Regions from separate parts of the Mus musculus genome. Here all the other regions are linked to region 2. A link is a contact called in public HiChIP or PLAC-seq and promoter capture Hi-C data. All regions are on one chromosome and are shown on one strand. The core of a region is the stretch at or near the end of the contact, and the rest is flanking DNA. Distances in the headings are between cores, read along the strand shown. Region 1 holds the start of St6galnac6 (ST6 (alpha-N-acetyl-neuraminyl-2,3-beta-galactosyl-1,3)-N-acetylgalactosaminide alpha-2,6-sialyltransferase 6). Region 2 holds the start of Stxbp1 (syntaxin binding protein 1). Region 3 holds the start of Slc2a8 (solute carrier family 2, (facilitated glucose transporter), member 8).

Region 1 (3,368 bases), core at 67-2,566, 240 kb before region 2:
ACCTAATAGGTACCTAGGGTGGGGAATGGAAAGTTTTACTATGATGTTTTCCTAAGTAATTACAAAACAGAACTCTTTAAACATGCTTTCTCTTCCTAAATCTCCCCATCACCCTCTCAGGCATGCACGTTAACCCTCGTTCCCAGCCTCTTAGAACACTATGGGTAGGCAGTCTTTGTTTATGTAACCAGCTTTCTAACAGGCTACATATGCACATCCCTGTGTCCATACATGCACATCCCTGGATGTCTGGAGGCCAAAGGTCAGCCTCCAATGTTCTTTCCTTGACCTGGGAGGCCCAGAAAGGGTAAGCTAGCTGGAGGGGTCTCCTGTTCTTCCCACCCCCAGAATGGGGATTACAAACACGTGACGTCGCTGGGCGGGGGTAGCACACGGCTTTAATCCCACCACTTGGGGAGGCAGAGGGATCTCTGTGAGTTCAATGCCAGCTTGGTCTAGAGAGCAAGTTTCAGGACAGCCAGGGCTACACCAAGAAACCCTGTTTCGAAAGACAGAAGCAGAACACGGCATCGAGTCTGACATATTGACTATCTCCCTAGCCCTCAGGTTGCATTTTTCTTTAATTTTTCATTTTATTTTATGTGTATGGATGTTTTGCTTCCACATGTCTGTGTACCACATATATGTGCAGTACCCATGGATGCCAGAAGAGGGCGACAGATCCTCCTAGGACTGTGCTGGGAGTGGACCCCAGGTCCTCTAGAAGAGTTGCCAGTATTTGTAACTGCTGAGCCATCCAGTTGGTTGGGTCCAGATTGCTTCCTTTTAGTCACATAAAATAGTGCAACGAATATTTGAGGGTAGGATGAAGAGAGTTGAGCCAAGATCTCTCCATGTACCCCTGGCCGGCCCGGTACTCACTATGTCTATCAGGCTGGCCTTGAACTTGCAACAGTCTTCCGCCCTCTTCTATCTCCTAAGTAGGGTGCAGGCCTCTAAGCTACCAGGCCCATCAAAAGCTACGTTTTCAAACGTTGCTCTCTCCATTTTCCGGAGATAAGGAGATGAAGTACCAAGCTGCCTAGGGGATGGTTACTGGGTCTCTACGAGGGGGAGTCCAGGTAATTAATAACCAGAGTTCGAACCCAGTGATCTCCGCGTTTCGGATTCCCCATCCGAGGTCCTGGTGTCCATTTGGAGAGAGAGAAATGGATGAGATTTGGGATGGGGCGCGGGGCACGAGGGTGCTGTGGGAGAGCGTCTCTCCTCTCTGGCACCTCCCTGGGGCGGGGCCATCCGCAGCCTGAGGCTCCGCCCTCTCGCTCGGCCCTAACGGGACTGCGAGCGCCGGCGCTAGGACCCGGCGGGCTGGAGCTGCGGCGGGGCCTGGGCGGCCAGAGCGGCGCGGACCCCGGTTCTCGGCTCCCGGCGCCATGTGACGGGGTGCGGGGGCCGCGGGGGGCCGGGCGCTCCCCGGCGGAGGTGAGCCGGTGCTGCGCGGGGGCGGGCAGCAGAGCGGGAGGGGGCTTGTGCTTGCGCCTCGGCAGTGGGGAGCCGCTGATAAGGGGGGAGCCCCAGGGCTCCCCGAGACCCACTCTGCTTGCTAACTGCACCCCGAGATCTAGCGGGATTCTTTGGGCCTCTCGTGTTGGAGATGGGGCGACCCTGCCGCGGCCCCGCACCCCTCCCCTGCAGAGCCGGGGTCAGGATAGGATGCTTGACCCTAGGGTGCAGCGGCAGAAGATGGGGAGCGGGGCTGAGCCTCTCACGAGGCACTCGGGGGTACCCTGCTCCCGTCACCTGGAGAAGCCCCAGAGCGAGCTCAGGGTGCGGCCCTCACCCTCAGCCCAGAGCTCAGCCTCCGCAGGTCCAGCCTTGGAGCTGAGTCTAGGCTTCTGGGCTGCCACCTCCCCAGCGGAGTCAGCAGCTCCCCACCAGGCCTGGCCACTCCGAGCCGAACTAGATGTCTGGCGCACGCACAGGCTACAAGGGGACCCTCCCGGGAGACCCTTTCAGGCTCCGCCCTGTAAACAAACACTACAAGATTCCCCCCTCCCCCGCTTGCTCCTGCTCCCTGCGAGGCGCGTTGCCTCTCTGATCCCTCAGTCTCCTCATCTGTGAAATGGGGAGCAAGAGCACCTACCAGGCGTTGCCTTGAAAAGTGTGTAGGCAGGCGATGCTTTGCGTAGCTCCGGAGCATGTTTCGTAATATAAGGGAAGTCCCCGGCTTGGGGTCAAGAGGGGGAGGATTGTTTCTGGGACAGGCTTGTGCAGGGGCGGGCATTGAACGGAGTAACCCGAAGGCTTAGGATTTCTGATATAGTACTTTCAAGCCTTCGGCTCTCCTTTTCACAAATGCATGCATCTTTCCAGTCGCCCCAGGAGTTACCAGTTCTTATTCCCATTTCACAGATGAGGAAACTGAGGCTCAGAGAGGTCACATGGCTTGCTCGAGGCCCCCCAGCCAGTAAGTGTGGACCCGACATTCGCACTGGCACCTGATACGCTGTTCTGACCATGGCGTTCTCAGAGCAGGACCGTGACGGGCCTGACCGGGGGAACCGTAGTCCTGGCTGAGGGCACTGCTCAGGCAAAGGTGGGAAAGTGGGGCGTGGGCCTGGGACCTGGAGTGCTCCAAGTGTCTGGAGCACGGGGCATGCGCAAGACAGGGTAGTAAGACGGTGGTCTGTCTGGGAGCTGTGGCCAGACCCAGGGGAGCTTTGAATGCTGGAGGTGTCAGGGTTAATGGGGGCGACTCTAGGATTCTGGCCTCCTGTCTTCTGACCTAACGGTTTGAGTCCACGGACAAGCCACGCCTCCCTTCCATTAAGCCTGTTTCCTGAACTGCCCGCTGGGGACAGACAGAAGTCTGGGGTCTCTGACTGAAGATACTGGGATGGCACAGGGGAACCATGAAGCCTGGGGATGGTAGTGGGAGCTGCCACGGGGTGGGGTCGTGCTTGGCAATGGGAGGAGCCAGGCCTGGCCAATCAGGAGCGGTGTGTGTGGCACTCTAGCCTGGAGGTTTCTAGCTATTCCTGGAGTAGGAGTAAACCGCAGCTAGGTCAGGGGGCGGAGATAGTGACCGGAGCCGAGAGGCTCCCCGGGGAGCGCGCGCTCTGATCTGGGGATCCCCTTTGAGGATCCAGCCTAGTTTTCTTCCTCTCTATGCCAGCCCTTTTTTGCGTTTTTGGGCTGTAGCTGCCAGAGGAAGTGGGCTGGATGCCCTCTTATGGCCTGCTTACAGGTTGGGGCTTGGAAGTGTAGAAGGGCCAGGCCCAGTGGTGGGAGGGAAGGGAGGGTTATAGAGTGAGGCACACAGCTGGGCGGGGCAGGAAGGCTTGCCCTTGACCCCAAGATCACATTGACCAATGACCGAATTCACTGAGCCCTGGGGTTCAAAGGCC
Region 2 (3,568 bases), core at 247-2,746:
TATCAGGGAAGAGTATCCCCCCCCCCTACTCATACCAGTCAAAAGATAAGGGTTAGGCAGTTAGTACGCTCAACAGTTATGCTGCATTTGATGGGGGGTGGGGGGCGGGGAGGAAGCTGCCATAGAACAGGATCACTGAAAAGGGAAACTGTAAATTTCCACCTCTCCTACAGGGAAAAGGCACTTTCATTTTCTCTCTCACTCTAAAAAGATAGCCAAAGTCACAGCAGTGTTCACGCGGTTTCATTGTAAAGACGTGCCAAAATACTTAAGAGGCACTATTTTTCTACCTAGGTCACCCATCTTTGAGAATACCGACAGCCCGCCCTCACTTCGACGCTCCCCATCCATTATTAAAAAAAAATAAATAAATAAATTTAAACATGTCTGCTGTGCCTTTCATGCAAACCTATAAACAGTCACATCTTCCCCGCAGCGACGCCCAGGTCTGAGTCCCACAAGCAGCGAGACTGCAGACTGCGGCGCTGGCTGGGGCCACTCCTCCCGCGACACTCCGAAACTGCTCCCCTTTCCCTTGGGATTTCTAAGGGTTCGGACCAGCTAAGACCCCTCCCTTTAAGTCCAGCCCGGGGAAGGGGAGGCGGAGAGAGCCTTGCGGAAGCAGTGCCACAGGAAAACCCCGTGTCCCCTGCCCAGCTGGCAGGAGTGGCCCTGGCGGCGCGCGCCCAGCCGCTCCCAGGTGGGTCTCTGCAGCCGGGGACAGCGCCCTGCTCCCGGGAGAGGGAGGCAGGGAGGGAGGAGGACGCAGGCCAGGCTTCGTTCGTCACGATTCACGAGGGAGGGTGGGAAAGAGGGAGGGATTGGAGACAGAAAGAAAGGGGGGGGGGAGCGGAATTGAGAGCTCTGGATATGCAGAAGGCAAGGAAAGGAGACGGTAGGAAAGGAATACGTCTGGAGAAGAGTTGGGGTGCAGAAGGGTGATGCTGCAGAGGAGGGTGGTGGGCTGGAGGGGATAAAGGCGCGGGTGGGGGAGGTGAACAGGGAGAGAGAGAGAGAGGAGAGGGATGGGATGAAGGGAGAGATGGCGTGATGGAAGTGAATGGATGAAGGTAAAAAGGAAAACGAGATGTTTATGAAGGCGAGGTATGAGGAGGAGGGATGGGATGAAGAGAGGTGGAGGAATAGAGACTGAGGAGGCGTCTGGGGTGAGGAGGACCGAGGTGAAGAGGGGATCTGGGTGAAGCGTGAGTCAGGGAAGCCTGCTGGCCGCAGGAAGCCAGAGGGGCATCCCTCCCGGGAGGGCGGCGCCTGAATAACGGGTTTCGCCGGCCCCGGGGCAGCACCCGGACGCCACTTACTCTCTCCGACCACCGCCTTGAGGCCAATGGGGGCCATGGCGTTCTTCGAGTCTTCGGGCTCCGATGCTCCTCCCGCGACACCGTCGCCTCCCCCGGGCCGCGCGCCCCGCTGTCTGCAGCCCGCCGCCCCGCAGTCGCGCTCGGGACCGACTGACGCGCGGACTCCGCGCGGGGGCGCGACTCGGGCCAAAGCGAGGCTGTGTAGCGGCCAGCGCGCGCGGGAGGGGCGGGGCTGCGGGGCGGGGCCTCGCGCCAGCCGTCATCGTCACCCGCGCGCTGCCGCCAATAGAAGCGCGGCCCGGGCGCGAGACCCCGCCCTCCGGGATGCAGGCTCCGGGAGCGCCCTCCCCTGCGCCTCACGCTCGCGCCAGGGCCTCAGGGTCCTAAAATCCCCTCGCCAGCCCTGCACGGGCTGCCCAGGTCATGGGAATCTCCCTAAAGCCAGGCTGTGATGCTCTTCCTGCTTTTTTGGGAGCCTTCCATTTTCTCCTGCCAAAAAACCGAACTCTGAGAGCAGATTCTTATTAACTGTAGTCCCATTCCCAGCCACAACATAGGCTTACAGTACACTGACACTATCCCTGTGTCTCTGTGGTCTGTTTACCATTGATGGAGAGCTAAGCTCTGTGTTACACACCTTTCAGGTATCATTTTACTAAATTCGCGCAATAACCGAACATCATTTCTAATCTTCATTTTCAGGTACAAAAACACACCCGAGGCGCTTGCTGTTGTACCATTTATCTATCAGTCACTAATGAATATTATTCTCCCATAACTATGTATAAGCTATGTATATGAATTACTATGGATATTCTGTATACTGGAGCTGCACTCGTGCACAAGACATGGAACAAATCCAGTAGTTTCCAAAGTCCAAATCTAATTAGGAAATACTACAGAATCAACTCTGGACTCAGCATCTCCTTCCTCCTGTCTACATGGTCACATACTGGTTTTCGAGGTTCCATCTTTGCTAATGAAGAAGGTTGCTTTGGAAATACAGAACAAGAGTAGGAGACGTACCTCAGAGGTGGAGCACTTGCTTGTTATATGCAAGGTCTCCACTTTGATCCCTGATGGTGGAAAATAAAATAAAGTGCAAAGAAAAAATGAACAAGTCCAACTAACTTAAAAATCACAAAGGATGGGGCTGGAGAGATGGCTCAGTGGTTAAGAGCACTGGCTGTTCTTCCAGAGGTCCTCAGTTAAAGTCTTAGCATTCACATGACAGCTCACAATTGTCTGTGACTGTATCTAGTAGGACCAAATGCCCTCTTCTGATGTGCATACATGCCAACAGAATACCCACATACATAAAATACATGCATGAATAAATCTTTTTTAAAAACATTTTTAAAAGGAAAAATCACAAAGGAGCCAGGTGTGGTAACACATACCTTTAGTCCTAGCACTCAGGAGACAGAAAGCTAGGGGGTCCCTGAGTTTGAGACCAGTCTGGTCTACAGAGCAAGTTTCAGAAAAGCCTGGTCTATAGAACAAGTTGAGGGACAGCCAGGGCTACACAGAAAATCGCTATCTTTACAAACAAACAAGAAAGAACCACAAAGGAGGGCATAGCAGCACAGACCTTTAATCCCAGCACTTGGGAGGTAGAGGCAGGACAAACTCTGTGAGTTCTTGGCCAGCCTGGTCTACATAGTGAGTTTCAGGCAAGCCAGAGCTACATATACCCAGTTTAAAAAAACAAAACAAAACAAAACAAAACGACAACAACAAACTCCCAAAGGCAGAGCTATTGAGAGGGCTCAGTGGGTAAAGGCACTTGTCGTCTGGCCTTATATCCTAAGTTTGACCCCCTGGAATCCAGTTAGTGCATGGAGCAAGCAGACTCCCACACGTTCTCTGACCTCCACACACGCACAGTGGCGCTTGGTATCAGACATTAGGTAAATATAATAAAACTTTTACAGCAGTTCTCTGGAACCAACTCCCTAAAATTGTCTGACTTCCACATGAGTGCCACAGAGTGTGTACATACATCATACTTACGTATACATATAATAAAAATTTTTTTAATCATAAAGGACTGCTAGACACGGTGGCAAACATCCCAGTGTTTGAGAGGGTAAGGCAAGAGACTTTCTGTGAACTTCTGCCAGCCTGGGCTACATGGTAATCTCCTGTCTCAAAAACCTGAAACAAATAGGCTACAAAGTATGGCTATGAAGTCCATGAGTACCCCACACGTGTGGACAGCCCTGTGATCTGGGACCCTTTCCGCATAT
Region 3 (3,625 bases), core at 96-2,595, 130 kb after region 2:
CTAATCTCAGGAGTCACTAGACATTATCCATACATACTTCTAGATTATCCTATACTTTATGCTCTAGTAAAAACAAACAAACACAAAACAAAAACAACCCACAGGTCCCCAGTCTCCCTTTCCTCTAGCTCCTTCACGCCTCCAACAGATGAAGAGGATAAGCAGGAGGCCATGGAAGTGAAGGAGGGATGGGTGGTCATCCAAGTGTGTAGCCACAGGTTGCTGGTGACCCTCAGTTGCTAGGGTCTAAATCTTTTCAGACACTATCCCGGGCCAGCAGTTTCCTGTGCAAAGGCCGAAACCACCTCGGGACTAGGCCTTACTTTACAGGGGGGCACTGAGGCTGGGAGAGAAGCCTGTGTCCAGGTAAGTGGTCCAGGTGTGTGGGCTGCAAGGTATATGTAGCCTTCACTGCAAGCAGTGAAGGGAGCCTGCAGCCTATCCTAGGGACAAACCAGAGTAGAACTGCCCAGTTAACAAGAAAATAGGGGCATTCCCGTTATCGCTGCCTAGCATACAGTGACACCACCATAGTAGAGTAAAAGATCAGTAAGGAACTGCCTCGCTGCTGACCGGCTGCCCCCTGCCTGGCAAAGGTCATCTAGGAGGCTCAAACCACTCACCGGTGCCACTAGTGAGGCGACTCCGCAGGCAAGGCCGGTGAGGAGGCGGCCTCCGAGCAGCATCCACACATCCCGGGCCGCGGTGATGACAGCAAAGCCAGTCACGAAGGGCACGGTGCAGAGCAAGAGGCTCAGCTTGCGCCCTGCACGGTCCAGGAGCCAGCCGCCCAGTATGCCCCCTGCAGCAGCGCCCAGGGTCACGACGGCCTGGGGACCCGGGACGGGCTGAAGAGGAGGCCACCAGGGGCCATGGCCCACGATCCTTCCACCCCACGCCCCCTAGTCTCAGAGGAAAGAGAATGAGGAGGATCCTGGGGTGCGGCAGAGAGTGGGGGACCCAGGACTCCCCAGAGGGCTCACCCCGAACCAGGAGGCCGCATTGTCTCCGAGGCGCAGGGCCGGGGGTGCGGTGCGCCGCAGGCTGGGGATGGCGGGGGAGCTGTAGCCGAGCGCGAAGCCGAAGCTGAGGGGTCCCAGAGCGGCGGCGAAGGAAGCGAGGAAGACCCGGCGGCCGCGGGGAGTCCTACGGGTACAAGGCGGGGCGTGAGCGGTGTCGCCGGGCGTGAGAGAGTGACCGCGGCCCCTGGGAGTCCTCACCTGGCTTCCGGTGGCCGCAATAGCGGCTGCGTCTCCTGGGGGTCCTCGGGAGACATGTCAGCAGGACCTGACCCGCGAACTGTCGCCGCTCGGGCGAGCGCGGCCTCCGCTGCAGGAGTGACCAATGGGATGCTAGAACCCGGCCCCCAACCAGAGCTGGCCAATGGAAGTACAGAGCCGGTTGCAAAGCTCAATGGAGCTGAACTACGCCAGCGACCCAAGTAAAGGTTTGCAGGGAGCTGTGTCCGGGACCCAGGCACGACTGTCCAATTGGAGTGTGGTGTGAGTCTGAAGGCGTGGCCCATCAGGTCTGAGCTTGCCAATGAGAATGGAAAGATTGTTTGGGTGTTTTGTTTTTGTTTTTCCCTCTAATCATCTATTGGGGGCTGGAGGGAGTGGGGGGGGGGGGGATGGACAGAGGTGACAGTGTGCCTGTGCACGTTCGAAGTAAACTTCCCTGAGTTTGTTTTCCTTCCACCAAGTGGATCCTCCGGATCGAACGGAGGTCGTCAAGCTTGAGGGCAAACACCTTACAAGCAGAGTCATCTCGCTGCCCCTATTTTGGTGGTTTCTTTTGCTTTTATTTAAACTTTATTTGTATGAGTGTTGTTTACATGTTCACGTGTGTGTGTGTGTGTGTGTGTGTGTGTCCCATGCATTCCTGGTGCTTGTAGAATTCAGAAAGCATCATCAGATCCTACGGAACTGGAGTTAGAGATTGTTGTGAGCCATGTGTGTGCATGCTTGAGCCCTCTGCTGGAACAAGTGTTCGTAAGCATTGAGCCATCCTTTATATTTTTACTTTTATTTTATTTTAATTTTTATATGGAATTGTCTCTAAATCTAGCCTCCACTAATGAGGGTAGTAGTGGGTCAGCGATGGATCACACTGGCTCCCGAAAGACTTCCCACCCTTACTACCCACAGTTCCCTGGAATAGGCTCCTCCCCAACTTTGACTTCTGCTTCAGAGAGCGTCAGGGTGAAAAGGCTCCAAGAAAACTCTCTTGGGCCACCTGTTCCTATCCTTGGACTTTCTGACATTGACCTGGTGCTTCTGGTAGCAGCTCACCTTCATCATGAGTGCTACAAATGTCTAGAATTCTGAGATGATGAGGACCCTGTCAGGCAAGGTCCCCCATTCCAGAAGTGGGACAGAGTGGAACTTAGTGATTCCCTTGTTCCCTGGTTACCCCACGATCATGGTAATTATCTCTATTGTCCTCCCGCCCCGAGTCTCCCTGTGATTGTGTGCCTCTACTGCTCTGCTTAATCGCTACCTTTGTGGCAGCTTCATCCGTACAGATGTAGAAAGAACCAGTGAGAGGCACCTAGTCCCTCTCTGTGCCTGGGTGTCTTCATCTCTAGAGGGCTGTGAGCAGGCTAAGCCTTAAAATGCCCATCCCGTCTGTACAGTGGTTTTACGTTACTGCAGCCACCCAATTGTAGCAACCAGCAGTTTGAAGTTTTGATCACAAGACTATTCTTTTTTTTTTTTTTAAAGATTTATTTATTTATTATATGTAAGTACACTGCAGCTGTCTTCAGACACTCCAGAAGAGGGAGTCAGATCTCCTTACGGATGGTTGTGAGCCACCATGTGGTTGCTGGGATTTAAATTCCGGACCTTTGGAAAAGCAGTCGGGTGCTCATACCCACTGAGCCATCTCACCAGCCCACAAGACTATTCTTAAAGGCGGGCGGGCAATACCGGCTTGTCCTTCTACGAAGTTTCCTGCTTGGGTGATAGATCTTATCACTGCTTTGAAATCACCTGCTCTTCTCTCTTTTTTTCCCAATAGGCATCAGGTTTCTGATGTCTGCAGAGTAAAGGTCATGGATGAATTGTATCCAGACTGGGTACTTTGTACCCGAGTGACTGGCTCAGCAGAGTGGCTTATGTAGAAGGGATGCTACAGTAAGCCCAGCTAGCACCAGACTTCTGAGTCATGGGCACCTAGGAACCATTGGCTAGTGGTATCCCTGCCCAATCTGGACCAGATATTGTCTCTAGGAAAGCCCCCCCCCCCCCCGTCCCTTTCTATGAGCAAAGCAATACTAGCTTGGTGAGTCAGATCTCTCTCTTGCTTCCTCTGTATCTCTCATACCTTTGTCTCTTATTTAGTCATAAGCGGCTTCATTACTGTCCTGGAAGAATAAATACAGGCTTGATTTTTTTTCCTGTTTCATCAAGATATAACAACAAAAAACGACAGGAAAAATACAGACACAAGCTCCTTAATTTGTATAACAGAAAAACCAGCAGCCAGCCATGTGGCACAAGCCTGCTTCCCAGTTAGCACTTGGAAGGTCCAGTGGAAGAATCAAAAGTTCAAGGCCAGCCCTGGCTCCAGGAAACTGAACTTCTTCTCCCTAATCCTAAAACAGATAAACAGCAGCCAAGCC

The links. HiChIP or PLAC-seq counts read pairs in DNA pulled down with a chosen protein or histone mark. Capture Hi-C pulls out chosen DNA fragments and counts their contacts.
Region 1: a promoter capture Hi-C map of adipose tissue shows a contact between it and region 2. The contact joins the promoter of St6galnac6 here to the promoter of Stxbp1 in region 2. A contact is called at or near these places in 9 of 39 promoter capture datasets (the 3T3-L1 cell line, the C10 cell line, HPC-7-derived erythroid cells and 4 more), 2 of 15 datasets of contacts at CTCF or cohesin (the NIH/3T3 cell line and embryonic stem cells), 5 of 484 Hi-C or Micro-C datasets (the BV-2 cell line, the G1E-ER4 cell line, embryonic stem cells and 1 more), 9 of 115 datasets of contacts at active chromatin or transcription factors (bone marrow-derived macrophages, effector CD8 T cells, embryonic basal ganglia and 4 more) and 3 of 9 other capture datasets (adipose tissue, liver and pancreatic islet).
Region 3: an H3K27ac HiChIP or PLAC-seq map of microglia shows a contact between it and region 2, with 4 times the contacts expected there. The contact joins the promoter of Slc2a8 here to the promoter of Stxbp1 in region 2. A contact is called at or near these places in 1 of 115 datasets of contacts at active chromatin or transcription factors (microglia) and 1 of 9 other capture datasets (adipose tissue).

What each region holds. Positions count from the first base shown.
Region 1 is chr2:32,605,669-32,609,036 of GRCm38.p6, forward strand. It overlaps St6galnac6 (ST6 (alpha-N-acetyl-neuraminyl-2,3-beta-galactosyl-1,3)-N-acetylgalactosaminide alpha-2,6-sialyltransferase 6), which reads left to right and starts at 1,317. Exons shown (of 7, transcript NM_016973.3): 1 at 1,317-1,443; 2 at 2,374-2,428. The coding sequence starts at 2,403. Gm52551 (a long non-coding RNA gene) reads right to left here and starts at 2,233. Exons shown (of 2, transcript XR_003954025.1): 1 at 2,105-2,233.
Region 2 is chr2:32,845,736-32,849,303 of GRCm38.p6, forward strand. Stxbp1 (syntaxin binding protein 1) reads right to left here and starts at 1,497. Exons shown (of 19, transcript NM_009295.2): 1 at 1,320-1,497. The coding sequence starts at 1,356. Gm13524 (predicted gene 13524) reads left to right here and starts at 201. Exons shown (of 2, transcript NR_166175.1): 1 at 201-700; 2 at 2,022-3,568.
Region 3 is chr2:32,980,738-32,984,362 of GRCm38.p6, forward strand. Slc2a8 (solute carrier family 2, (facilitated glucose transporter), member 8) reads right to left here and starts at 1,346. Exons shown (of 10, transcript NM_019488.5): 1 at 1,221-1,346; 2 at 984-1,146; 3 at 624-830. The coding sequence starts at 1,276.